Linked DNA regions of Zea mays: region 1 is linked to region 2. Evidence: chromatin contacts called from public Hi-C data. All regions are on one chromosome and are shown on one strand. The core of a region is the stretch at or near the end of the contact, and the rest is flanking DNA. Distances in the headings are between cores, read along the strand shown. Region 1 holds the start of LOC100282381 (cysteine sulfinate desulfinase/cysteine desulfurase and related enzymes). Region 2 holds the start of LOC100502484 (alpha/beta-Hydrolases superfamily protein).

What was found. A called contact is a pair of places that touch in the nucleus more often than the background predicts.
Region 1: a contact with region 2 is called in a Hi-C map of ear, with 2.2 times the contacts expected there. The contact joins the promoter of LOC100282381 here to the promoter of LOC100502484 in region 2. A contact is called at or near these places in 2 of 25 Hi-C or Micro-C datasets (ear and tassel).

What each region holds. Positions count from the first base shown.
Region 1 is chr3:224,325,157-224,330,080 of Zm-B73-REFERENCE-NAM-5.0, reverse strand. LOC100282381 (cysteine sulfinate desulfinase/cysteine desulfurase and related enzymes) reads left to right here and starts at 3,180. Exons shown (of 6, transcript NM_001368949.1): 1 at 3,180-3,523. The coding sequence starts at 3,338.
Region 2 is chr3:223,719,621-223,724,735 of Zm-B73-REFERENCE-NAM-5.0, reverse strand. It overlaps LOC100502484 (alpha/beta-Hydrolases superfamily protein), which reads left to right and starts at 3,094. Exons shown (of 2, transcript NM_001196962.2): 1 at 3,094-4,076; 2 at 4,952-5,115. The coding sequence starts at 3,447. LOC100279341 reads left to right here. Exons shown (of 10, transcript NM_001152362.2): 10 at 1-601. The coding sequence ends at 225.

The DNA.
Region 1 (4,924 bases), core at 1,931-4,430, 610 kb before region 2:
ATATATATAATATACATCAAGTATTATATGAACTTATTAATTATTTAAAACAAATTTAGTTTGAAAAGGAAGGAGTACCTTTTATTCTCTCCATACACTTGAGTTCATTCACTTCCTAACAATTACCAAATTAGAATCTGGAACTTTGAGGATTGCTTCATAAATTATCTAAAGGCTTCGATTATTGATACTCTGATGACATGTTGTATGTAAAAAGAAATTGTATATTGTCTTCCCTGCCTTTCGTATATTTTGTAGACAATATTCCAGGCTTTCTTTGGATAAGGCTCTTCAATGTAAGCTTTGTGACGTACAATAGATATTATCGCCAAGAGCTTTAAAGAAACAAGCGAAGTTTACATGTTAAATGCAGCCATGTGCTGTAAAGTCTATTAAGGATGTTATTGGATTGAGTTGTGGCTTTTGAGAAAAAAAAAGAGTTAGGCCCTGTTTGGGAACAAAGTTTTTGAAAACCACAGTTTTTGAAATACTACAGTATATTTTAGTCATGACAATACCACAATTTTGGAAACTGAGGTCCAGATCTAAGTTTAGAATACCTTAAAACAATTATAGTATTTGCAATACTTCAGTTTTGAAAACAGAGATTTTAGCTAGCTTTCCAAACATCATTATGTATATAATACTGCAGTATTTGAGAATACTGCAGTATTCTTCTAAAACTGTGAAAAAACTTCACTCCCAAACACCCCCTTATAGGCTACAAAAAAAGTTACTTTGAGATATAAGTTGTGAAAATATTAATGACCCATTTGGTAGGACTCATATTCCTTTGAAAACAGTTCCAGCTCATTTGGAACTGCCAAAGACGGAGTTGCCCAAAGAGCCATGTCAAAGGGGTCCTAAAAGTCGTTTAGCTGAACAGGTTTAGGCCTCATTTGGAACAAAGGAAAAGTGAAGAAAATTTGAAGGATTGAAATCCTATATAAAATTTTCGGTCCTTTGAAACAAAGGATTGAATTCTTACAAAATCCTATAAAATTTCTATGAAATGGACCATTGTAGTGAGAATTTGGAGGATTTCTAGAAATTTCCTATGGAATTGCAAGTGTCATGCAACTATAATTCTACACTTTTCTTGTCCCTATGCTTGAAAAATGCTGCATTCTAAAGTAGCCATTAGCTTTTGAAAAAAATCTTGTAAATGGACAATATATGTCATCCACATTTCTCACTACTCAAATATTTCCCTCTCTCACTCATAAGTGAACCTTGCTCGTCAGCTCCTCCTCCTTCATTATGTAGAGTGTAGACAGTGTAGGTCACGCCGAGAGATGGCAATAGATGAAGACCCGCTGGATTTTGCTATTCCAGACCCGACCCCGTTAGACTAATAAATACTTCTCGCTCCAATACACATACCCGTACATGGCTACAATTCCATATCCATAACCGGACCCGCCAGGTATTCTATATCCGAAGGGTACCTGTACCCTCTAGAGTGGTGGAGCTACACTTGTTTGCCCGACTTTATTTTTTGTCAAATGGTGAGCATCGAGCAGCAACGTCCGACCTTCCGTCTTCCATCTTCCAAGTGCGAGCGTGACACGTGCCTTTATGTGACTTGGTCGCTTGAATTACGCATTAGCGAAGAGTGGCATCACAAAAGCTTGGAGTTTTGGATTTGCTTTACTATTTTGATCGATTGTCTATCTACTGCTGTCATGTGTCCTAAGGCCTATGTAGTTGTGCTCAGGAGTCAGGAGCCCAAGACAAATCATTGAGCTAGAATAAAATTTTAGAAAATAATATTTCGGTATTTTGTACCATGGATACACGGGTACAAATTTAATTAGTACGTACATGTACCCGTTCTATCATTGGGTCATCTTTTCTTCTCCTTAACCGATTCATAGGTATAAAATTACGAGCCGTCTTTAGTCGTGCCGGTACCAATCGTACCATTTATGTCACACCAAAGCTGGCTACATGGGGGCTATTCACGCCGCCACTCAGGTAGGCCACGCCGCTATCGTGGATGGAAAGTAGTCTTGTGTACGGGAAAAGTAAAAAAAAAGAAGCTACTATTTTTCATAACCAATGACATGTGAGTAATTTCCATGAATAGTTAAAAGTCAAAGGTAGGTGAAAATAGGGATAAATGTGCTTTTAAATTTGTATTAGTTCTGGTCGTGACTTTTGTCAAGAGACAACTATTTTTTATTGATTTTTAGCTTTTATAAAAACCAAAGCATGTTGAAAAGCTAAACCAAAAAGCCCGAAGAATCCTTCTTAAACAAGAAACTGAACTGTGCACATTATTTTGGTGCCTAGTTCATCGACACTTGGTATGATTTGTTGTTTGGACTACGTTCACAAAATACATCTCTATTTGTAGATGACATATCCTATGACTTAATATTTGTCTTTTTAGATTATAATCTGTCTAGATTATATAATCTAACTTATTCTAAATTAAGAGCCAGTTTAATAACCATATTTTTTTCAAAGGATTTTCATTTTCTTAAGAGAAATTAGTTCATTTTTCCTTGGAAAAAATGGAATCCCTTGTTCCCAAACTAGTCTAAGAGGTTGTTTGTTTGGTATTATAATTTACATAGATTATATAATTCAATTTATTTTGAATTAAGAGTTAGTTTAAAATAAGTTAGATTCTATAATTTGGGAAGATTATAAATTCCAAATAAATATATTCTAAGTTAGTTTAAAATAAGTTAGATTATATAATCTAGACAAATTATAATTCAAAAAAACATGCCCTAAAATATAGGTTTACCGAAAATACACGGAGTGACGATTTTTTTTAAGTTTTTGAGGTATGCTTGCATCACTCATTCAGGTTCATGAGTTGGAACTTTAGCATAAAAAAATCCTAGATCAGAGCTGGATATAATGAGAGCGCTTCGATAATTCATGTACAAACTAGCTCCACCAAACCAAACAAGCATGTACTGTACACGATAAAAAACGTAGAATACCGCGGCAGCCGGCAGAGAGTAGGCAAGCAAAGATGGTGCGCCACCTGTTATCCAAAGGCGTCCAGTCCATCTCCTCCCCACCCGCGCACCAGCACCACAGCAGCCAGCGAGGCCGCCAGAGGAAGCCACCAAACCAGCCAAGTTGCGGCCTCAGCCCAACTGGTACCGTGCCGTGCCGTCTCCTCTCCTCTCTCCTCTCTCATCCCCAGGTCTCAGCCCACCTAGCAATGTTCTCCTCCTCCCCTTCCACATGACCAGCGCCGCGCCGCGCAGCGCAGCCATCCTTGTTCTGTCCCGGGTACGCCGCCACACACATCGCTTCAAGCGCTTCCCTCCGTCCCTCCTCTTTGTGGATTGGAATCGACGCCTGAAAGTGGATGACGATGGCGGGTTCTTGCGCCGCGCCGCCCGTTGCCTGTCTTCCCTCGTTGAGGACGCTGCCGCCAACTCACGTCAGACTTAGCGGCTTCTTGCCCTGTTCCGCGGCCGCGCGGTGTCGCGGCGCCGCCGTGCTGGGATGCGCTCTGGGGGCCAAGAGGCAGACGCCGGGTGTTCTGAACCGGGTACTTGCTTCCTACAGATAAACTTGATTTGTTGTTTGGTCTGCATGATTCGTGGGTTGGACTAGAACCTTTTCTTTTTCTGGCTTTGTTGTTAAACTGTTTCAGTGTTTCTCGATTGCATTGCTACTGTGATGACAATTTTGTCATGTTTATTATTACACCTTCAGAGATCATTCAATAGATGACAGACTATATGGTCACAAATTGAGTATGTATCGGTATCGGTTGTTATCGTAATTCCATGTGTGCCAAAGGATTTAACAGTTATTCTTGTTTTTTCAAGTCCAACCTACACGCATGCTGAATATCAGCAATGTGCAATAACCAAGATTTGTAGTCACATCAAATTGCCATATCTGTCTGCGTCACCGAATTTCCAGTGTTCACACAAAATTCTTATCGTAAAAGCAGTCAAATTTTGATTTGTTTTTTTTTTTTTTTGCGATCAATGGTAATGGTTAGTCCTACTTGTGTTGCTGGTATCTGCTGCTTAGATCATGTGCCTAAAGTTTGGACAGTGCCAATTCACACCTTTCTTGCATGCGAGCTATGCCTGCTAAATCACATAGCAGCTTGGGATCAATACCGACATCAGTTGTTAGGGAACTTTCTGGCTGGAAATGATAAAAATAATACCATACAGAAAGTTAACCATTTTTCACATATATTATGTGGCTACTCTCATTGCATGTCAAAAGTGATCGTGCTATAGCTTTTCTCTAGCATGGCTCAAAAGGTGAACAATGTAGCTCCGAGGATAAAGTAGAGCTCCTGTTTGATTCTCCATTGGAATCATCCTGACCCCATTTATTCAGAATCCAATACTTGGGATTATTGTCAGGTTTGTTATTGTCTTTTATTCAATATTTTCGTAATGCCTCTGGAGAGTTGGGTTTAAAATGGATAGCACATGTATAAATCCACCTAATGAATTTTGGTTGTGCTTTAAATTTTTTTTATTCTCGAACAACGCTGGCTGCCTGCCATTTCATTAAGAAAGGAATAAAGGTACAACAAGAGGGGGTAGACCTCGCCTCAAGCCCTCAACCCAAAAGCAAGTGGTTACAACTCACTCCCTAAACAACACAAAACACGACCCTACCAGCTGCTCAGGCATGCAGCTAAGAAGCCCTGCCGAGCAGCTCCTGGAGCACCTTGTCTCCAGCCATAACCGAAAGCCTACTCTCAGCTTCTACCTCCTGACAGATTACCGACACACTGGGATCCCGACCATCGAACACACAAGCATTCCTATGTTTCCATAAAGACCATACTACCAAAATAGTTAGGGAATTGATCCCTTTCCTTTTCTCTTTAGGCACCCTTCTTACAGCTCTGCTCCACCACACTGAAAAACCAGTGGCGTCATGGTTAGGTGCCAAATCCACCAGACCAACACAT
Region 2 (5,115 bases), core at 1,845-4,344:
AAAGACGCAGTCAGAAGAGTGGAGATGAAGAGCAAGGAATCAGCCTACCAGGCATGGCTGGGGTACTACAACTCGCACAAGGCTACCAACCGTGACAAGGCCAGACTCGTGATGCTGGCTGAAGAGTTCAGTCAGAGCATTGGGCTCGCAGTCCCGCCAGCCATTCCCAAACAAATTCTACGGAAGATGGGCCTCAGCAACGTTCCTGGGCTCCGGTCTTCGTAACTAACCGTGGTGATCCAGATCCAGCAGAACTTGACCAGTGCTTGTACCAGCTTGCTAAACGCTGGCTCTTCCACCACCATCGCTGCACGTAAGTAGTTTCTTACGAAGAACCAGATTCTGTAGTCATGTCTTCAAGCATGACGGCCGCATTTTATCTGAGACCGTATCTTGACCTGTTCAGTGTCCACAACGGACAGGTTCAAACAGGCCCTACGATTAGTATTCAACTATGTCATGTTTTCATTCAAAAGGGCACGGGCTCGTATCAATCAGTTCCGGGGAGGAAAAGAAAATGTATGTATTTGCTGGCACTGGCAGCACCACATGTGAGACATGCCAGTTGATATATTCATTGTGATAGTAGACTTGTCCTGCTACATTTATTTCCGAAGTTATTGGCATTGCAATTCTCGCATGCGTGCATCATTCATCCATATCCATGGCAAGCTGTAGGCAACCGTTCTGGCGTCGGTTTCTGTAGCTACACTGTTCATGAGAACCGTCCATTATGAACGAGCGAATCTGTAAATTTTGACTCTTCCGGGTTGGCGCTGCAGTGACGTTGCATTTTAGAGGAGCTGGCGGCTGGCGCGCGTCTCCTCGATACCAGCTTCATTGAACTGACTTTATTGGACCCTCCCAGACCCAGGAATTGTGTCCTCGGGCTTGCCTTTTTGTACTCAGTCCCGTCTCGTTTTCTTCGTCACTGCAGTGGGCAGCCTTTTCCCTGTCCGTAGCCGGTACTACAAAGCAGCAGCCTCTTGAAGTCGTTTTTTTGTTGTTGTTGTCTCAGTTTGGCAATCACTTTTTAGACCAAAAGCAGCTTGTCATCATCGTCGGGGAAGAGCCGACGACTGTTCCAAGGCACTTGTTCGTCTCTAGCTTGAACAAGTGAGCTGAAAAGGACTCTTTTGTAGAGGAAGTATCCGCTAGAATCGATCGAGAAATTCATGGCCTGGTCCGTGACGGGTGAAAAAGTGTTAGGAAAAGGATGGACTGGTGAGATGTTAGGAAGGATTGGTAGACGCACGCAGGTTACTGCCACTCTGCCAGGCGTGCGCGCGCCTGGTCAATCTTGGTGAGAGGCCTGAGGCCCTAGCTCGACGGGCCATGCGTATGTCGTGGGGGTGGGCGCGTCATGGTCAACCGTGTCACGATATTTGTGTGCTGCTGGCCTGTTTGTGCGGGCTCGGACGGACTCAAATGCTGTGTTGCCAGGATCTGACCACTAATCAACCATCCATTCCATCCAAGGAAGGGTACGGAAGCTTAACAGCTCAGTTTTTTTTTTGTGACTGCGGACTTCAATAAAGGACCAGTAAAATGCGACTAACTGATAAGAGATTCTGCAACTCAACACCATGTCGACGAGACTCAAAAAAAAAAAAAACTTGATACACAGCGCAGGAGCTGACCGTAGGGCAAGCACTTGGCACGTGGCGGCACGCAGAGCGGCGCCGCAGCCACGCGAGGACAGGGCAACCCATGCTTGCCTGCGGTGTGGCTGCACTCTCGAGTCTCGACTCCCCAGCGTCCGCCAGACCGCCACCGTGCGAGGCATGCAGTCGCACATGTGCCACCGCCCCCGTGGTGCCGACGGGAGGGAGCGAGGGAGGGAGAGGCAGCCAGGCCAGGCAGCGTACCTGCGTACGTACGTAGCGCGGAGCAGCGATCGAGAGTGAATGCGTGCAGATGCAGAGAGCGCTGCCCGCTGGCAGGAGTACACGTCTACACACCAGAGTGATGAGCATGTGATGTGAGTGGCAACTGTTCTCATGCGCACACACACCGCGCCGTCCATCGTCAGATCGTGGTGGTACTCGGTGTGCCAGCCTTATGATGACTGATGAGCATTCATATCGCCATTCAATCCATTTCATTCTACTACCTTACCACACCTGCTGTGGCTCTGGCGTCGTCTGCACTCTGCACACACACACACACACAAGATCGCTCTCCTCGCCATCACCAGCGAGATCTATATAGACACAACAATAGCAGTAGTTCGCTCCAATGTACTCGTCGATCAAACCTTGCACTGCGTAATGCTAATCTTTAGAGAGACGCTCCAATGGCCGGTCTCGACTCCATCCTCTTGCTAATAAAAAGGGGGAAAAAGAAGAAGAAGAAGAAGAAAACTATATATAACCCGTCGTCGTTGATGAATCGGTCGCTGTCGCAATGCTTGTTTTTTTTTTTTTTACTTGGCTGCAACAAGGTTTCCGCATCGTTGGCGTCCACGCAAGGGACGGCGTCTCCGATACCCGCTTCGTGTATCCTGTCCTCGCCCTCGCCCCTCGGTCTCATCAGAATGTCTCAGACAAGCACAAGCTGCGGCGAGGGCAAGCTCGGTAGGTCAGGCTCCTGCGTTGCATTGCATGCGGCTGAAGGTCTTTGCCTTTGTCTTTGTCCGAGCGAAAGAAAATGGAACAGGTCGGTCGAGCTGGAAGTTCGGTAGTGGTAACAGACACAGAAGAACGGGCGTTTGGAGTAACTACCAGCGATTTATTTATTTATTTTTACAGCCATAATACTCCTAGCCTCCTCCTAAGGGACGTAGAGTGCTCACTCCGTCCAAGCAAGACACTCATGCTGCTTCCGCCCCTCTTTCTTTTCGTCTCCTGCGGGCGGCGGAGACACCGATGCCGGACGAACCTGCTGCCATTTTTTATTCTTTTTTCCCTCCCGTCTCCGCCGCCCACCCTCGACCCGCCCCCGCATGCAGGTGCAGCAGCAGCAGGCAGCGCTGTATACTTTTTACTGCTCGCGTAAGGTGCCATGCCAGTGTTCAGTATTCCCGGAAATACCCCTCCGATCTGGTCTCAAATAGCCTGCTGCTGCGGCTGAACAAGTGTCGAAATCCATTGGCCTATTTGTTCACGTCTTCACCGGTCCTCACGCTGTCGTGGCGTCTCCGGCTTCTTGCCCCGTCACCACCCTCGGTTTCCACCTCCGGGCTGCCCTTCCCAAACCGTGCGCTTTTTAAAGCCCGCATAGCCATTTGCTGCAGAATTGCGCCGTGCCCTGCAACACCGCACGGGCTGACCAACCAAACCCGCCCGTCTCTGTTGCTGGTCTGGTCTGGTCTGGTCACCACCAAGAAGCTAACCACCAACGCCCAACATCTCCACCGCGCGGAGGACAGAGGGCCATCTGCCGAATTAAACTCCCCTCTCTCCTCGCGCGCCTCTCTTCTCTGCCTCCAAGATCACAACGCGGACATGGTGGCTACCGTCGCTGCCGCGGGCGCCGCGGCGGCGGCGGCGTCGGGGCGGCGCCGCGGGGCCAGGAGGGAGCCGGCGACCATGCACGCCGGCATCCGGCGCTCGCGCTCCGAGCCGCACCTCCGCTGCCCCCGCCGCGGGGGCGCGGCGGGCGCCGCGCTCACCACCAGCCGCTCCATCGGCGTCTTCCCGTTCCAGTTCGGCGCCGCGCCGCTGCGCCCGCCGCCGCTGCCCGACGGCGGCGGCGACGGCTCCCGCCTCCTCACCGTCGCCGACGACGCCGACCCGCCGGAGCCCTGCCCGGAAATGCCGCCCGCCAGGAGGCCCGAGGCGCACTGGCTCGACCGCCTCCTGGAGGTCCGCTCCCGCTTCCACGACCCGACCTGGCGCGACGTCCTCGACCACGACGACGACGACGACGACGAGGACCTCTACCGCCTCGACGCTGACCACCACCACGACGGCGGGTGCGGCGTCAGCTACGAGGACGACGGCGAGGAGGAGGACGCCAGGTGGGACCGCGACTCCTTCGCCAAGCTGCTGGCGCGGGCCCCGCTCGGAGAGGCGCGGCTGTTCGCGCAGCTGGCCTTCCTCTGTAACATGGCCTACGTCATCCCCGAGATCAAGGTGAGCCATTTGCGCGACCACACACACCTATAGCATAGCATCACAAATTCACAATGATAAACCATGGCCGCCTAGCTCGGGGCTCGTCTGATCTGGACGCCGTCGCTGCCTGGCCTAGCCTGTCCTGAAGGGGAACGAGATCCTCTGACGTGGGGAGGAGCCACTGACGCGTGGGCCCCGCGTGTGACAGGGCCCACGTGCAGTGGCCCAACTGCTCTCTGCAGTACGTCAGAGGCCGAAGGTGAATGCGGTCCCACTGCCACTTGTTGTTTATTTTCCTTTTTTGATTTTTTTTTGGAAGAATTTAGTGGGGCTAGCTCGAAACGATCTGTCCTGACTCGATCACTCGAATAAAGAATTTCGCGGCGACACATTTAGGTAGGACCTTGGCTTTAATTCGCCTCGCAGCATGCTAGCTCGAAAGTCGAAACGATCTGTCCTGGCGCACACATGTATTAGTATTAGGTACACCCTGGCGAGCCCCACCAAGAACAACGTGTGCGCCTATTGCTTCCTATTAGTCCTCGTGAGTTGTGACCATTAGTATTCAAGAATCGATGCGTAGTTTTCTAGAATTATTATGGAGGAAATCTGCACGTAGTTTTCTGCTGTTTCCTCCAGGTAGTTGGCTGGAAAGTTCCATATAGCTGCAAATCGCGGCGAAATTATTGTCTATATTCATTATTGAAAAACAACGTCGTGATGTGATGGCACCATGCTACTTGACTCCTGATATTTTTCGATGGAAAACCTGTTAGTTTTAGACTTTTAGTAGATCGTGAATGCAGCCGATCAGTAGTAATACGTGACAGATATGAAATGCGAAGTACCAGGAGCATTTGATCTCTGAAGAGTGCCCGTTGGTTTGGTTTCAGGTCGAGGAGCTGAAGAGGCACTACGGGTTGCGGTTCGTGACGTCGTCTCTGGAGAAGAAGGCGGAGGCCGGCATCATAAGCGCCAAGCTGGACGCGGACTCCACGCGGCCGCGCACCGCGCCGGCGTACGAGGTGGCTTCCGGCCCACAGCCGCGCCGGCCCAT